Regions from separate parts of the Gossypium arboreum genome. Here region 1 is linked to region 2. The links are chromatin contacts, called in public Hi-C maps. All regions are on one chromosome and are shown on one strand. The core of a region is the stretch at or near the end of the contact, and the rest is flanking DNA. Distances in the headings are between cores, read along the strand shown. Region 1 holds the start of LOC108489264. Region 2 overlaps LOC108489256.

Evidence for each region. Hi-C and Micro-C count contacts between places; a contact is called where the count stands out from the background.
Region 1: a contact with region 2 is called in a Hi-C map of leaf, with 3 times the contacts expected there. The contact joins the promoter of LOC108489264 here to the enhancer-like site in region 2. A contact is called at or near these places in 3 of 5 Hi-C or Micro-C datasets (all in leaf).

What each region holds. Positions count from the first base shown.
Region 1 is chr10:5,536,356-5,543,681 of ASM2569848v2, reverse strand. LOC108489264 reads left to right here and starts at 2,551. Exons shown (of 9, transcript XM_017793669.2): 1 at 2,551-2,854; 2 at 3,467-3,629; 3 at 4,528-4,702; 4 at 5,599-5,657; 5 at 7,072-7,326. The coding sequence starts at 3,501.
Region 2 is chr10:5,458,866-5,466,117 of ASM2569848v2, reverse strand. LOC108489256 reads right to left here. Exons shown (of 10, transcript XM_017793659.2): 4 at 6,723-6,861; 5 at 5,982-6,580; 6 at 5,338-5,677; 7 at 4,958-5,225; 8 at 4,726-4,818; 9 at 4,182-4,628; 10 at 2,559-3,492. The coding sequence ends at 3,157. Among protein-coding and RNA genes, the nearest start is that of LOC108489256, 5.6 kb to the right of the region's middle. Within about 2 kb of position 2,412, at least 2 of the 2 cell types and tissues checked have an H3K27ac peak or open chromatin away from gene starts, as enhancers often do. A contact at or near this core is called in leaf, where this site is marked.

The DNA.
Region 1 (7,326 bases), core at 1,302-3,801, 77 kb before region 2:
TAAATAAAATAATGTGGCCTTTTTGTAAATATTATGCAAAAGTAGCAAGTTGACATGACATTGTATATTTTAAAATATGGGTATTGTTGTCAATGTAGAAGGATGTGAGTTCAAGTGCGTTAAAGCACATTATCCTCCTATTTACGAGTTGAAGAAGAGATATTGATAATTCTAAATATTATGTAAAAATAAACAGATATAATCATAACTTATAATAAAATTATTCAAAATAATAATATGTTTTTCGCATAAAAAAAAAAAGTATGGAAACAACGAAATTTAATATCAAGCAACTAGATTTTAATCATGACTTAAGTTTTAAAATTTTAAAAATATAAAAACAAAAATATTAAATTAAAATATATAAACTAAAATGGTAAGGTAATGCATATTAAAAGAAATAGCAGAATTTTAGATTTTATTGAAAAGAATATGGGCTTTTAAGCCCGAACAAACTTTTTGGAGCTTGACTGATTTGAGGGATGGACATCTCTTGAATGGGCTAGCTGTACTGTACATCAACATTTTGATTAAATGATATTTTTTATTCCACTTTTATCTTGATTGATATTTGTTATTTTATTTTGAAATTAAATCTCAATTTATGATTTTTGGCCAATTTTTTTTTCAATTTATGGTTACATTTGTTTAAAATCTGATTATTCACTCGAAGTTGAAAGATTTGTTTAAAATCCGATATTAAAAGATGGGGAAAAACATTATTCTTAAAAAATAAATTTGAATAAAAATATTTATTTAAAATATGGATTGAGTTTAGATTCCAAAACTTTAGTTTTCCAAATTTATAATACAGTAGACTGTTAAAATATATTAAGTTATTTATATTTAGAATTTTAATAGAATGATAAAATATATAGTTGCTTATATTTTGAAAATTAATAGAGTTTTGAGGAGATTCTAGTGGTAACATCTTTAATTTGGACTCTCTAATTTTTCTAAATTAAGGATAAGTTTAAATGAATTGTACATTTAACTGCGATTAGAGTAAAAATAATAGTGGTAATAAGATTAAGTACTGTAAATTATTTTCTTTCGATTGACTATCCAAAGTAATAGTCACTCTTTGGTTTCATTGGTTTAGGGTTAAAAACCCAAAGCCACTAGTTTTTCATTATATTCAACCGAATTTTTTACTTGTAAAATTATTGCTTTTGTGGACATGATGTGGAACGTTGCATTCAAAATTATTACCAAGTTAATAATTGAGTGATTAAAATGTTTAATTATTGTAATGGTAGTGATTAAATTGTAAATATTTTTATTTAAGTTATTAAAATGAAAATGTTTAAAAATTGGGTGATTAATTAAGTAATTTATCCTAAAATTTTTAATTTGATATCTTTAAAGGTCATTTTATATTTTTACTACTATTAACCTCATTGCTACTGCTACATTTGCATCTAAATATATATGTTCCATCACAAGTTTTAACTTTATTGCTATAATATTTAATCTCGTCGCTATTATTATTTTTAATCTCACTGTCCTTCCAAATGAACCTTAAATAAGAAACTTGATTCACTTGAATCTAAAATAGAGTATTTACATAATTCAATTATTGATTTTAAATAATATTGTAACATTCGACTCAATTGCTAGATCTAAATGTGTGATATCATATTACATTACCAAAGCAATTTAGGCTAACTCATTGTATAATCCAAAGAAATTGAGTCGTTATATATATATATATATATATATATAATCCAAAGAATCTAAAATTTTGAGTACCAATTCTTAATGACTTAGAATCGAAAATGATTAAAGTAAAAATAACTTTAACCCAAAACTGATTTCAACCTAAAATTAATTGGGTAAATTGTACTTACAGCCACTATAAATTTACAATTTAGTCATTAAACTTTAAAAGTTATAAAATGATCACTAAATTACTCAAAAGTTTTCATTTAAGTTATTGACATATTTGAAAGTTTTTATTTAAATAACTAGATCGTTAATTTTTTTTTTTTAAATTGGTTAGAGAGCTTCAATTGACAATTCGATATCTGGTATAGTAGGTTAATACATATCGATGAGTGAAATAATATACCTTAAATTTAAGTTGACCTAATGATTAGTGTTGGAGATCAAAGAAGAAAATTATTTAGATTTTAGTTCATAAATTTATGACATTTAAAGTTCTTTTATGAAAAAAATTTAAATTGTAGAAGAGAAAGATAATAATAACTTTTTATTTATGTAGACAAGATGAATAGAAAAATTTATATAACAATAATTTTAATAACTTAATAATTTAAATAATTTTTTTGAATAATTTTGAAACATTTCAAAATAGACTAAAATACAACTTATTAGCAAATTATAACATTAATTGTAGTTCACTAAATTAAATCAATCCAAAAATTCAAAATTAAATTTATCTCGTTCAGACCGGATAGAAAAGAAAAAGAGAAAGCGAACCTAAGAGAAAGTATTCTGTAAACCGTACGCAAAAAGACAAAAAGACTTTCCCGAAAAATTATCCCGGACTCTACGCCATTTTATAAAATTACACATTAAGAACATTTCAAATCCGGAACTGTATGACAGTAAACTCAGCGTACTGAAAAAGCGTGACAAAAAGGAAACTCGCATTCACTCGCCCAAAGCGCTCGCTAAAAGGAAAAGAAAAAAAAAAAACGCAAAAAATTCTCACTAAAAAAGAAAAATCCTTTACCTTATTCTCGAAGTTTCTCTCTTTCATTCGTTAACTCGCTTTATCAACTCAGTTGTAACGCATCTAACTCGCTACAAATTTGCCACGTTCAGTCCTTTTCTTGTTTGTCGTTTGGAGGGGGGCTGAGTCAACTCGGTCAGCAATCACAGTCCTATGGTGACAAACTCCTTAATTTTTTTCTTTAAAATTTAATTTTTCCTCCTCTTTATGTGTAGTTAAAATGCAATTTATTTGATAAATTATAGAAAACTGTGAGGTTTTTATGTGTTCTTTCTTTCTTTTTTCTTGTTTATTTGTATGGAAATATAATTAGATAGAGAACGTGCATATTTTACTTTAGGTTGTTAGAATTTGAGAGTTAGGGTTTCAATTTATTGAATTGGGGATTTTGGTACATTAAAAGAGCTGTTTTGTATATTTTTAAGTGGAAATTTTAATGTATTAGCTTGTTTTATCACGTTTTTGTTTACTTTGAAATATAGGTTTTATTTTTGTGTCTGTGTGTGGATTAGTATTTATATTGTACGCTGTGTTAAAATTTGGACTGTTTTCGGTGAATTTGGTAATCAATTCAAGAAAGCAGGTTATTTGACTGTTGAGCAAGTTCAAGTGACCTAATAAATTATATCCATATTGCAAGTGCAAGATTTGACTTCTGTTTGCTGTGTTTTTTTTTTCTTCCGTCCATAAATGAAAATTTCATTTTGAAATATCAATGAAAATTGATGAATCTATTCATTTGGCCTTTTTTTTGGTTTTGGTTTCCAGTTTTTGTTTTTAAGCTGCATGTCTTGGATTTTCCATGGAAAAAGTGGTTGAAGTTGAGGGGAGTGATGAAGGGAAATTTGAAGAGACTGGCCTTGAGACAAGTAACTTTGTTTTATCTTCACCAAAGAATGTTACTGATCCAGTTGTTTACAAGCTCGTCCGGGTACCTCTTTCAGCTAATCTTCCCCCCCCCCCCCCCCACTGATATACAAATAACTTGTGCCTTCTTCCCATTTTCCCGTGTAGGCATGCAAGAACCAAGAATGTTGACTTGGATTTGCTTTAGTTTGATATCTGAGTTACATTAATGTAAAAAATCAATAAGAAAGTTATTTGATTGTGTCAAATAAAATATATTAGAAGTGTTGTATTGTGTTTTCTACACTACCAGTCATTGATTATTGGTCCTTTATATATCAGCAATTTTTGGGGCCAAATTAGCTAGTTACTGGTTTGTGAAAGGCAAATGAATTTGGTGAGTAACTACCATTTATTCATTTAGAAAACAAAATGGGAAGGTCAGTATGGTCTTGAGTGCAGGTTGGGTTTTGATGACATGATGTGGTCATGTCAAAATATTAGTTGGGAGGCAATACGATATTTACAATCAGTATTGGAACAATAGGTTTTTAAAAGGGAGATACCATGTTTGAGCTTTTGCTTAGTTAAAGCTAATTAATCTCAGTTAACTTTATGTTATTCTATTAGCTTGAATCTTATTTTTGAAGTGTTCTTGGTTAGCAAGTCTATTATAAAAGATTAAAAGGAATGATGCTTTTACATATCTGAATGAAAGGGATATATCTCATTTTGAAAAATAAAATAACACTTGTAACCCTTCTGTTGGTTTTTGAAAATATCTCACAGCTAGTAGGCTTTACTCGAGAAACACACAGGTTTCTTGAGTTCTGCTAAAGTATTGAAATATTCAAGTTTTTATTTTATTGAAAGTATAGTTCATGAGTTGTGATGATCAACAAAAAAAAAAAAAAATTAAGTTCCTACCTTCAGGTTTGATTTATTCTTATTTGCAATCTGAAATTGAAATTTATTTCATACAGGTTGATGGGAATGGAAGATTAGTGCCTGCGACAGATGATGAACTCATGGAGGTTGAGGGTTTGCTTGAAAATGAGAAGCGTGAGACCCATATTGTAGCAGACACTGGGCAGGCTTTAGGGTGCAATTCTAATGAAGTGTCACCCTCTGGCATGCCTCAACTAGAAAGCTCAGAAGGTATGCTTTCCTTAGCCCTACATCATGAACAATTTTAGTCTGCACTGATGGCGTGGGCTGATTTCTTGTTGCATGCGTTTTGTGTATTTCTGTTCTGTTTCATAGAATTTTCATTTCTATTAAGCATGCAACTTACATCTTTCCCTTATATATACATAAATGATTAGATTAAAAAATGCCAAATGTCAAGTAGGTATAGACTTGTACAAGAGAAATCTCCCTGGATGTAGCAAAGCCCATGGAATTGGCTAAACCAGTACTGAGAAGTAGATTCTTAAAACCATCATTCAAGAATGAAAATACAAGCAATGCAGTATAAGAAAAGGCTAACTTGAAATTCTAGCTTTGAATTTGAAGTCGCAGTGGGTAGCTTTCTTCAAATTGTTTATTGCTGACATTACTTCCAGTCTTGCTGTGTCAGCTTTTATGCTCTCAGGATTAACATTTGCATGTAATTTTGTTGGGTAAAAGCACCATAGAGGCCCCTGTACTAGGAGTCAGATTGCATTTTGCTTCCTTTACTAAGAAACTGGACAAATTAGTTCCTGTACGTTAGATAAAAAAGCTAACTAACCCTTTCTATTAAAAATTTTATTCATTTCTATTGTTAAAAACTGGTGTGGCTGAAGAAACAACCAAACAGTTACATGTAGCGTGCCATGTGTACCTCATGTTGGCATAGAGAGACCAGTTTTTAACAAAAAAAGTGGAGAAATTCTTAGCTGAAGGACTAGTTGGCTTTTTGATCTAACGTGCAAGGACCGATTTTCCCATTTTTTGAGTAGAGGGGGCCAAAAGCAATCTGACTTGTAGTACAAGGGCCTCCATGGTGCGTCTTCAATTTTGTTGTGATAATCTTAGATATTTTAATCTTCTGAATGATTAATATTTGCCAGGTTTGTCACAATCTGAGAACACAGAAGCTGATACCGAAAAGTTAAGTGCATACCTTGAGGTATTCCCAATTTTTTCTGTGCTTGGATTCTTAACTCTCTTTAAATGGATTAATGGAGATGCTTATCATAGTTGCATGTAAACGTTGCTTAGTGCTTAGTCTCTGTTTTTTCTCTTGAAGATCACTTTGTCAAAGCTTTATTTTTTACTTTGAGCCGGGAGAATATGTTATAATCTACTAATGGATTTTGATGCTTTAGGAGGGCCTTAATCCTTAATTTTTGGCATTTATACTCCAATTTTAGGGGAAACTATCTCCTTGGAATTCGAAGAACTTCTGTCTTGTGAGAACAATTGTCTAGTTGTTAAACTGCTACATATTCTAACAGCTACTCAGCCTTGAACATTGTACATCCGTACATTCTTTTTTGTTCTTATCATTCTCATGACTTATTCTCTCTCCTCCCTTTTTTTAAGAAGAAGAAATGAAAGCTACTTCTAGTTTTTTCTTTGTAATTTTTAATTCAAATAATCTGACATAGGGGATAAAGATTTTTTTTTTATGTACTCATGTCTACATGAGTATCTTTTTCAATATTTAAAACGGGTAATGATTTCATCAACTACATGCTAGCTAATAAGAAGGGGTTAACAGTCCTTACTTAGAGAACAGTGTTATCTTCTTTCTTTCCCTTTTTTTTTTTGGGGGGGGGGTTGAGTGGATTGTTGATATATACTATTTTATACTATAGTTTTTAGGTTCTTTCTTTTTTCTCACTGTATTTGATCTTTCAATGTTACCCCCCCCCCCCTACTTGTACATGTTCAAGCATGTGGTTGATTTGAAGTGAGTTGTTTTAGCATTAATTGAACTATTAATAATCTTGAATCCTCCTTGGCCGTATCATATTGTATGGCGCATTGAAGAAGGTTTGCGCAAAGCCAAACATTAAGTGCGCTTGTGGTTGAGTAGAAAAGTGAAAGGATGAAAAAGGGGTGGAAAAGTGGAAAGACAATAAAAATTTGAGTGGTACAAAAGAATAAAGGTACTATTTTCCATTATAATGCATAAAAACAAATCATTCCAAATTGGAATGATAAGCTGAGAGAATATGAGAGAGATGTAAGTTAAGTGTGCATATTTACTAGATTAAGCATTTTTTAGAATTTTTTTTTCTCTCATTTTCAACTCTACCAAGCAATGAATTGAAATAATTTTTTTCTTTCTTTCAATTCTTCCAGATTTCCTACCAATTATACCAATGGGAAGAAAACATATATTTTCTGTCTACTTTTCCCATCCTCCAATTTTTCATGTTTTCAATTTTCTTTGCACCTTACCAAGCAGGCTCTGCTTAGCATGTCTACCTCCTGATAATTCTTCTGCTTATGTGAATGTAGACAGCCACTGTTCTGAACTGCATAATAAATTGCCCAGTATTGATGAGAAGCTCCAATCTCAAATTCCTTTGCAGGAAACTGTTCCTTCTGGTGCTAAAAGCTCGAGTGATGATCATGTTACTCAATCTAGGAGAGTTGGGGTGTGCTTAAAGCCTCTAGATGGGCCGCTAGAAGGTGGATCATCAACTTCTACAGGTTGTATTAGTTCAAAACCTGATTTTTCCAAGTTGAAGGGCGAAATATGCTTGGATAATTTATCAATTAAAGAACTTCATGAGGTTTTTAAGGCAACATTTGGGCGAGACACTACTGTTAAGGACAAGCTGTGG
Region 2 (7,252 bases), core at 1,163-3,662:
AACCTAGGTTTTCTTTCTTTCTCAACCATTAGACTTTTTCAATTAGAATTAGAAGATGTTGATACTATTAGTAGTATCAAATTAAGCCTAATAATTTTCATAACTCGACATCTATTAATAAAACGATTATATTAATATTATAAATTCAAATTTTGAGTTGACTAAAATAATAACATACAACACGCATGTATACATGTATTCAAGCATCCATGACAAGAGAGCACGCAAGCAGATGTATAATAATAACAAACTGGGGGCATGCCTAGCTAGTGGCAATAAACTTTGGATTGAGGTGTTGGGATGCAAATGCAACACCATATTAAAATATATGATATGTCTCCCATTAGATATGGGAAATTTTGCTATAGTTAGCACCGACACGTTTTCTTTTATAGGTTGATGGATTTCAACTGCACTACTCGTATTTGCTGTCAAAACAACATCTTTTGTTTCTTAGGATTTTGGCAACAAAATATGAAATTAAAATAAGGGATGGGCATGGGTCGATGTGGGTACTTATTTGCTCAATCATTACACTCGTGGCTCCTATACTTATTAAAATATAAAGCTTTAATAAAGCTTAAAGCTGATTTTGATTTGATAAATCTAATTTAGAAAAAGATTGTGACAAAGTAATGAGCATGTATACAAGTAAAAATAGATTGTAACTTGTTATCGATTAGTGGTGTTTATGAGTTAGGTCGGATTGAACTTGGGTCGGGTTTAAGCATAATAGTAATATTTTTATGCTTGTTCAAGTCCGACTCGAAATTTAAACTTAAATTTTCGCTCAAATTTGTACATATTATTTTTAATTTTTTTAATATTTATATTATTTTATTTTAATATTTAATAATTTTATACATTCTTTATTTATTTAAAATTTTTATATAGTCATCTTAACATTTTTTAATGTTTATATTATAATAGTATTATATATTTAATATAAGTTTATTTTTTTAAATGTGTTCTGAATTACATAATATATAAAAATAACATAACATAAAAATATTATAAACTTAAAACGAGTCAGGTCGGGACCTTGAATGTTCAAGCCCATCGCATATTTTAAATGAGCCTAATTTTTTTGCTCAAACCTATTTTTCAAGCCTAATATTTCTGTCTAAACCCTCTTGAATTTCGAGCGGTACTTTGAGCATGAACAAGTAACATGACCCATGAACAGGTCTACTATTGATTTAATAGTAAATTTTCATATTTATTTCAATATCGAAGTCAGCAAGAAATCCCTTCTTCTCTCTATAATTATGAATTTTGTAATACTTGTTTCAGTGCCAAAAATAAATAAATTGTAGCTTGGAAATAAAAAAAGAAATTTCCTAAATATTACTTCAAATGACTATATATAAGTTAAACTACACTATTAGTCACTAAATTATAAGTAAATTTTCATCTTAGTCGCTTAATTAAAACAAACTTACAATTTAGCCATTAAACTATACAAAAGTTTTCATTTAAATCATTGAACTGCTAATATTAATCATATATGGCTTTCTCTATTCGCACCTACATCAATCAAGAGCTCTCTCTCTCTCTCTCCTCTTTAGTTTAGTCTTTTCTCATGAAACAACTTACATCCCAAATTTGAGAATCAAAATTCAAACAACTTTTTTTTTCGATCTCTAACGCTGAGAGTCAGATCGACTTGAATATAAAATTTGTTCTTCTACTCATTGATGGGTACTGATCCACCGTATTGATCGTCGAATCATCATTTAGAGCTAATTGGCGGAACTTTAAAAATAAAAATAAAAAAACACTTAATAGCCCAATAACTTAAATAACAACTTTGGAATAGTTTAGTAGTTTAATGAAAACTTTTGAATAGTTTAATAACCAAATTGTAGCTTGTTTAATTAAGTGACCAAAACAAAAATTTACTCATAGACTAGTGACTAATGATGTAGTTTATTATTATATGTATTCACTCATTTATTTGTCATAAACCCTTTTAACTCTTGGTGAAGCATTTGCAAAACATTTGTTTGTTGCTCCTTTGCCAACAAGTACTACCGATTATTTTATCCCACTCTTCTTTGCTCAAGCCCAGACTTATTTTTGTCCATGCTTGATCCAATGGGCTTTTGACACGTGACATGATGTTCGTGATCAAACAGTAGCCTCTTTTCTCGTTGTAGAACAACTTTTAGGGTCACGTGTTATCCCGGTATGATCTAACCTTCGATCAGACGGTCATACTGGTTTGTAAGAAATAAGTAGCTCAAGACCTATATTTCTAAGTAGAAAAACCGTCACGGTTTTTACTGGAGATTAAGGGCAAAACGAAAGCTCGTCACATTGAACAAAATAATTATTTAGATTTTTATCCCAGAGCAACATAGAAAAGCTATAATGGCACTTTATAGTACGTGAGAAAGGTTGGACCATACAGAATACACTAGGTTGGTATGCGCAAAAAATAAGAAAAGTAGAGATTCCTTTCTCGTTATGAATAACAATGTATAGCCATGGGGGGCCGACAAAGATAAAGTTCATCGCATTTTCCCAGTACCATCATCATCTGTCCATAGATCAGCTTTTATTCATTCAAATTAATCCAATTACATTATATGATGTTTAGCCTAGTCATAAGTCCCAATACAACAAACAGGTTGAAGTTTAGCATAGCAATGGAACATAGCTAAGAGATCACACGGGCAGTCCAAGTCCTCTCAACAAACAAACAGATAAAGCCATCCCCATTAGGCTAGCCAAGGCAGGGCAAGGCACCCAAACATTTAAAAAATAAATCCATCTCTGATCTGAATCATGCAACATAAACCCTTTCAATGATAGTACTTCCTATTACTAGTAGTAGTAATAATAAACAATGGGATGAATAAAACAAAGGCACATATATGGATCTGACACTTGAGTGGTACACTATGCTTAGGTGAATTACTACAGTGGGTAGTAGTAATAAGTTAGAACTAGATGTTCTAATTTTTCCATTTTAATTAATAAGCTTAGGCTAGACAAACATCAATGGCTTAGAGCAATTAAAAGGAGTTGGAAGAGATTAAACACCATTATGCATTGAATTAAAACGATTGTGGGTTATTTCACAAAGAAAATTTTAGAACTTCCTATAGCTACTTCACTCCCTTACAAGACAAAGGGTTAGCTTGATACCATTCAGAAGTTTGTTGTCCAGTTAAGATGACCCAATTGAGGCTGTTGGTAAGCACCTACTTGAGCCCCAGGAGCTGCTGGAGCAACCCCAAAACCAACATTGGCACCCATTGCAGGGTTTAGATGATGTGGGTTTGCCATTGCAGCAGGCTGAGGAGGAGGATGGTACAAACCCGAGAATTGCATGTGAGTAGATTGTGTAGCAGCAGCGTTAAAAGAAGCATGGCCCGTGTGAGATGGCATATAACCATGTGGTGTTTGTGGCATATTGTAGTATGCAGCAGATTGCAAGCTTGGTACCTCCCTTGGGTTCTGCATCCAGAGATCTGATGTATCAGCCTGTCAAATAACAATGCAGTCAGCAAAGAGACTATGAAATCAAACTAACCAAGTGAACACAAGGCAAGGACAAAAGAACATTTTATTAAACCAAAGAAACACAAGTAGCATTACAGAAAATTCAAGGTGCACAAACTGAAATAATCTTTCATTTATGCTCTTAACACGCTCAATTTTGATCTGATGACTTATCATAAAAAAGCCAATTTCCATAAGTGCAAAAATCAAACTACAAAACCTATAGGTAAGGGTGAAACTCTATTGCTTGGCAAATATGTTCTTGATCATAATTTACATGTCTCCGGCTAGTCATTGACTACAGCTCAACACGTACGAAGAATGGCTATGGGTGCATTGGGAAAAATGAATGAAAAATTATCAAGAGCAGCCAAATCCATAGTAGACCCCTGACTCAATAAATAGTATTAAAATCAAGGGCCAGTAACTTAAAAACTTGAATCAGACATCCTAGATATTATCTACATAATGTTCATTATTTTTAACTCACTGACAGGAACATTCTTTGAGAAGATACCTAGACACCATGTGGTTTTGACAGAACAATTCAACCCAAACCCAGACGAAAAAGGACATTCAAAAACACTCTAATCTCTGAAACAAAGGCCTCAATTTTTAGTTTATATGGGGCTCATACACTAGTGCTATTAGAATGAAGAACAATTATTTACCTGTTGATTTTGAACATATATGTTGCCATCTTTATATTTGGTCCGAGATGAATCTTCAAGACCTGTTGCACTCCCAACTACACCAGGAGCATTGATTGCATAGCCAGACGGACTGGTAAAATTCCCAAACCCAGTAGGATTGCCTGCAGGGACTGGTTTGAACTGCTGAATCCCATACTTGACGCCATTTGCACCAAGATGAGTGCTACCTCCTGGCATGAGCAAGTAGCTGCTACCATTTGATGGATGTGGAAAAGCAGGGTTACTGGAATAACCTGGCATAGCCATCTGTGGCAGATAAATCGGGGAGACAAACTGACGATATGGCATAAGATTAGCATAATGGGGCACATGAACTTGAGGATAAATCTGTGCTACTGGAGGTTGTTGCTGCTGCACCATTGGTATTGTTGATGCAGGAATGTTGGCAGCATGCCCGCTTAAGGCCTGAGTACCATTTAAAATTTGCATCAATTTAAGTGATAAAAATAAACAAGCACTTTCAGGAATGAATATTATCTAAATGCATGTTACTGGAACTAACCTCCTGAGGAGATAGTAGACCCTGTCCTCTTGCAGTTTCATCTATTGAAGGTCTAAAATATGGTAAATCATAACCAGTTTGGGGATCATATGCCTGCTATCAAGACAACACCATATTATAGAACATTCCATTGCAAGGACCAATGAAAAAAAGGGTAATTATTCCAGAATCCAAAGTACTGGTAACTCATTCTGGATGTGACAAGAGTCATTGTCTATAAGATTATGCTTACCGAAAAACTGGGTAATTCAGGAGGATCTTGCTGCTGTTGTGGCTCTGAAGGAGCATATGATTGACCGTTGTCCTGGACCATTCCAATATCGGCATAACTGCCCAAATTCTGGGGGCTTGAAGCATCTTTCTTATCAGGAAATTGATGCTCAGATGCAGAACCAGAGGGTGGAGAGTTAGATCCAGAATTTCTAAGTTGATCATCTATAATGTTAATGGGCTTGCCAGCAGCAGAATCATCACTGGAAGTATCAGGAGCTACAGACAAACTGCTTAAAGCATAAAAAAGTAGAACAACATCAGAAATTGGGTCTTGACACAAGAACAAATTTGAAATATATACTATCAAACATAAGTAACTATTTGGAAGAAATGGACAACCTTACAGCAGATTCCCCATTTGAGTCTTCTGCAACACCAGTGGCATGAAAACCAGGAGCAAAATTCCTCGAAGAATCATGTTCCACTCCAAAGCTACCGAAAGTAAGTCCGTGGCGATCATTCTCCGGGACTCGAATGTGCTGTGCTATGACAACATTCTCATTTTCATAGATATTTACTTGAGAAAACTTCTCTTGCAATTTAGCTGTTGCAGGGTCCAAGCCCTTGCCATCCTCAGCAGGAGGCGAAGCAGACTTCTTAGGCGTCCCAATAACTCCAGGATTATTAACACTTGACTTCTGGCTTGATTTTGGTTTCCACTCTTTGTTATGTAGGTTAGCTGCATCAAATATGAATGATAAACTCTCACATAAACTTGAGAAGCAAATTCAAATCAAGTGCTATAATAACTACAGCCTACTGCAGCCATTTGCTAAAATAACAGTTTAAAGCAACACCTAACTAGGTCAATGGAATGATGTACATACCTAGAACAAAAAGCTTCTAAGCAACCACAAAGATGCATGGACTAAATATATAATTCTATTACTCCATTGCCCTTGCATTCGCAGATATTTAACCTCGAGACATAGATGTTCCTCAGACTTTCAAGAAGCTTAAAATTAAGTGAAAAGAAAGAGTACCTTTTTGATGAACTAAAACATGTTGATGTTGCCTGCTTCCATACGGATTGCTCACAAATGACCTACTGCCAGAAATTCCAGACATGGCAGATTCAGATGCACTAGTATGATTGTCCCGGACCTCCCGCTCTGCTCTGGAAATTGAAGGAAAAGGTCGAAATGCCTCAGATGAAGCGTCCTTCCCTACAAGTGAATTGGAAAGAGTACTAGATCCAGATGACTCTTTGCTAGCATCTTCAGGAGGATGTCGGCGAACACCAACAACCCCAACTTCACGCTTGATAGCTCCAACAGCACCAGATGATCTGGAATCAGGAGAAGGCACATGAACAGGATCAGTAGAGGAGGAATAAACCCCAACAACTGAGCTGCTTGATGATTGAGTGGCAGAATGTGCTTGAATGTTATTAGGCTTCATTGCATGCGACCGCGAAGCAGAATTAGGAATAAAAATTCGCTTTTCCTCCGATATCTCTTTCCTATAAGCGCCACTTGAATTTGCATCTCGTGCATGTCTGGGATGTGAACTGGATGGTGCACTAGCAGTTTGAGATGAATTTTGAGAACTAAAGGGTCTCTGATTGCTTGTTCCTGTTGAACTGCAGAAAGGTAATAAAAGGAGAAAGTTCAGTGTATATTCCAGAAATATATTATCAATAAGTACAGGCAAAAGGAACAGGAGAATAAATCAAGATTGGAGTGGAGCAAGCAAACAGAAAAAATCACTTCCTAATAACGTACCCCTTTTCAGCAACATTCATGGGCACTTGCTCATTTAAAGAAGTTGAGTATGGTGACACAGGAGGCTTCGTATCTTTATTTGCATTCTGATTAACTCTGTTGTCCCTCACAACACGAAACTCTCTGTTGACTCTTGCATCTAGTAATGAATTATCAATTAAATGGCAGAAAAAGGTGAAAGGTACTTCAAGATAATAAATAATCAGCTGACAACTTTATGCAGAACAAGATGTAAAGGACTGTAATGATCGAAAAGAATGCCTAAAAGTGTGGGATTCCAAGGGAGGATGGATTATTTTGATAAATGAATGTTATCAGCATGTCATGCAGTTAGCATATCTAAGGTAATAGACATCAATGTACAAAGACTACTGTGCAAAAGTGCAAATAATTACAATCACTAATTTCTATATAAACCATCTTCATCCACAAATTTTTAAAATCTGCTTTGTATCAGATTAATATTGATGGAAACCATTACACTAAAGAACTCCAAGCTTAAATTCATCACACCATGAATATGTGGCAGT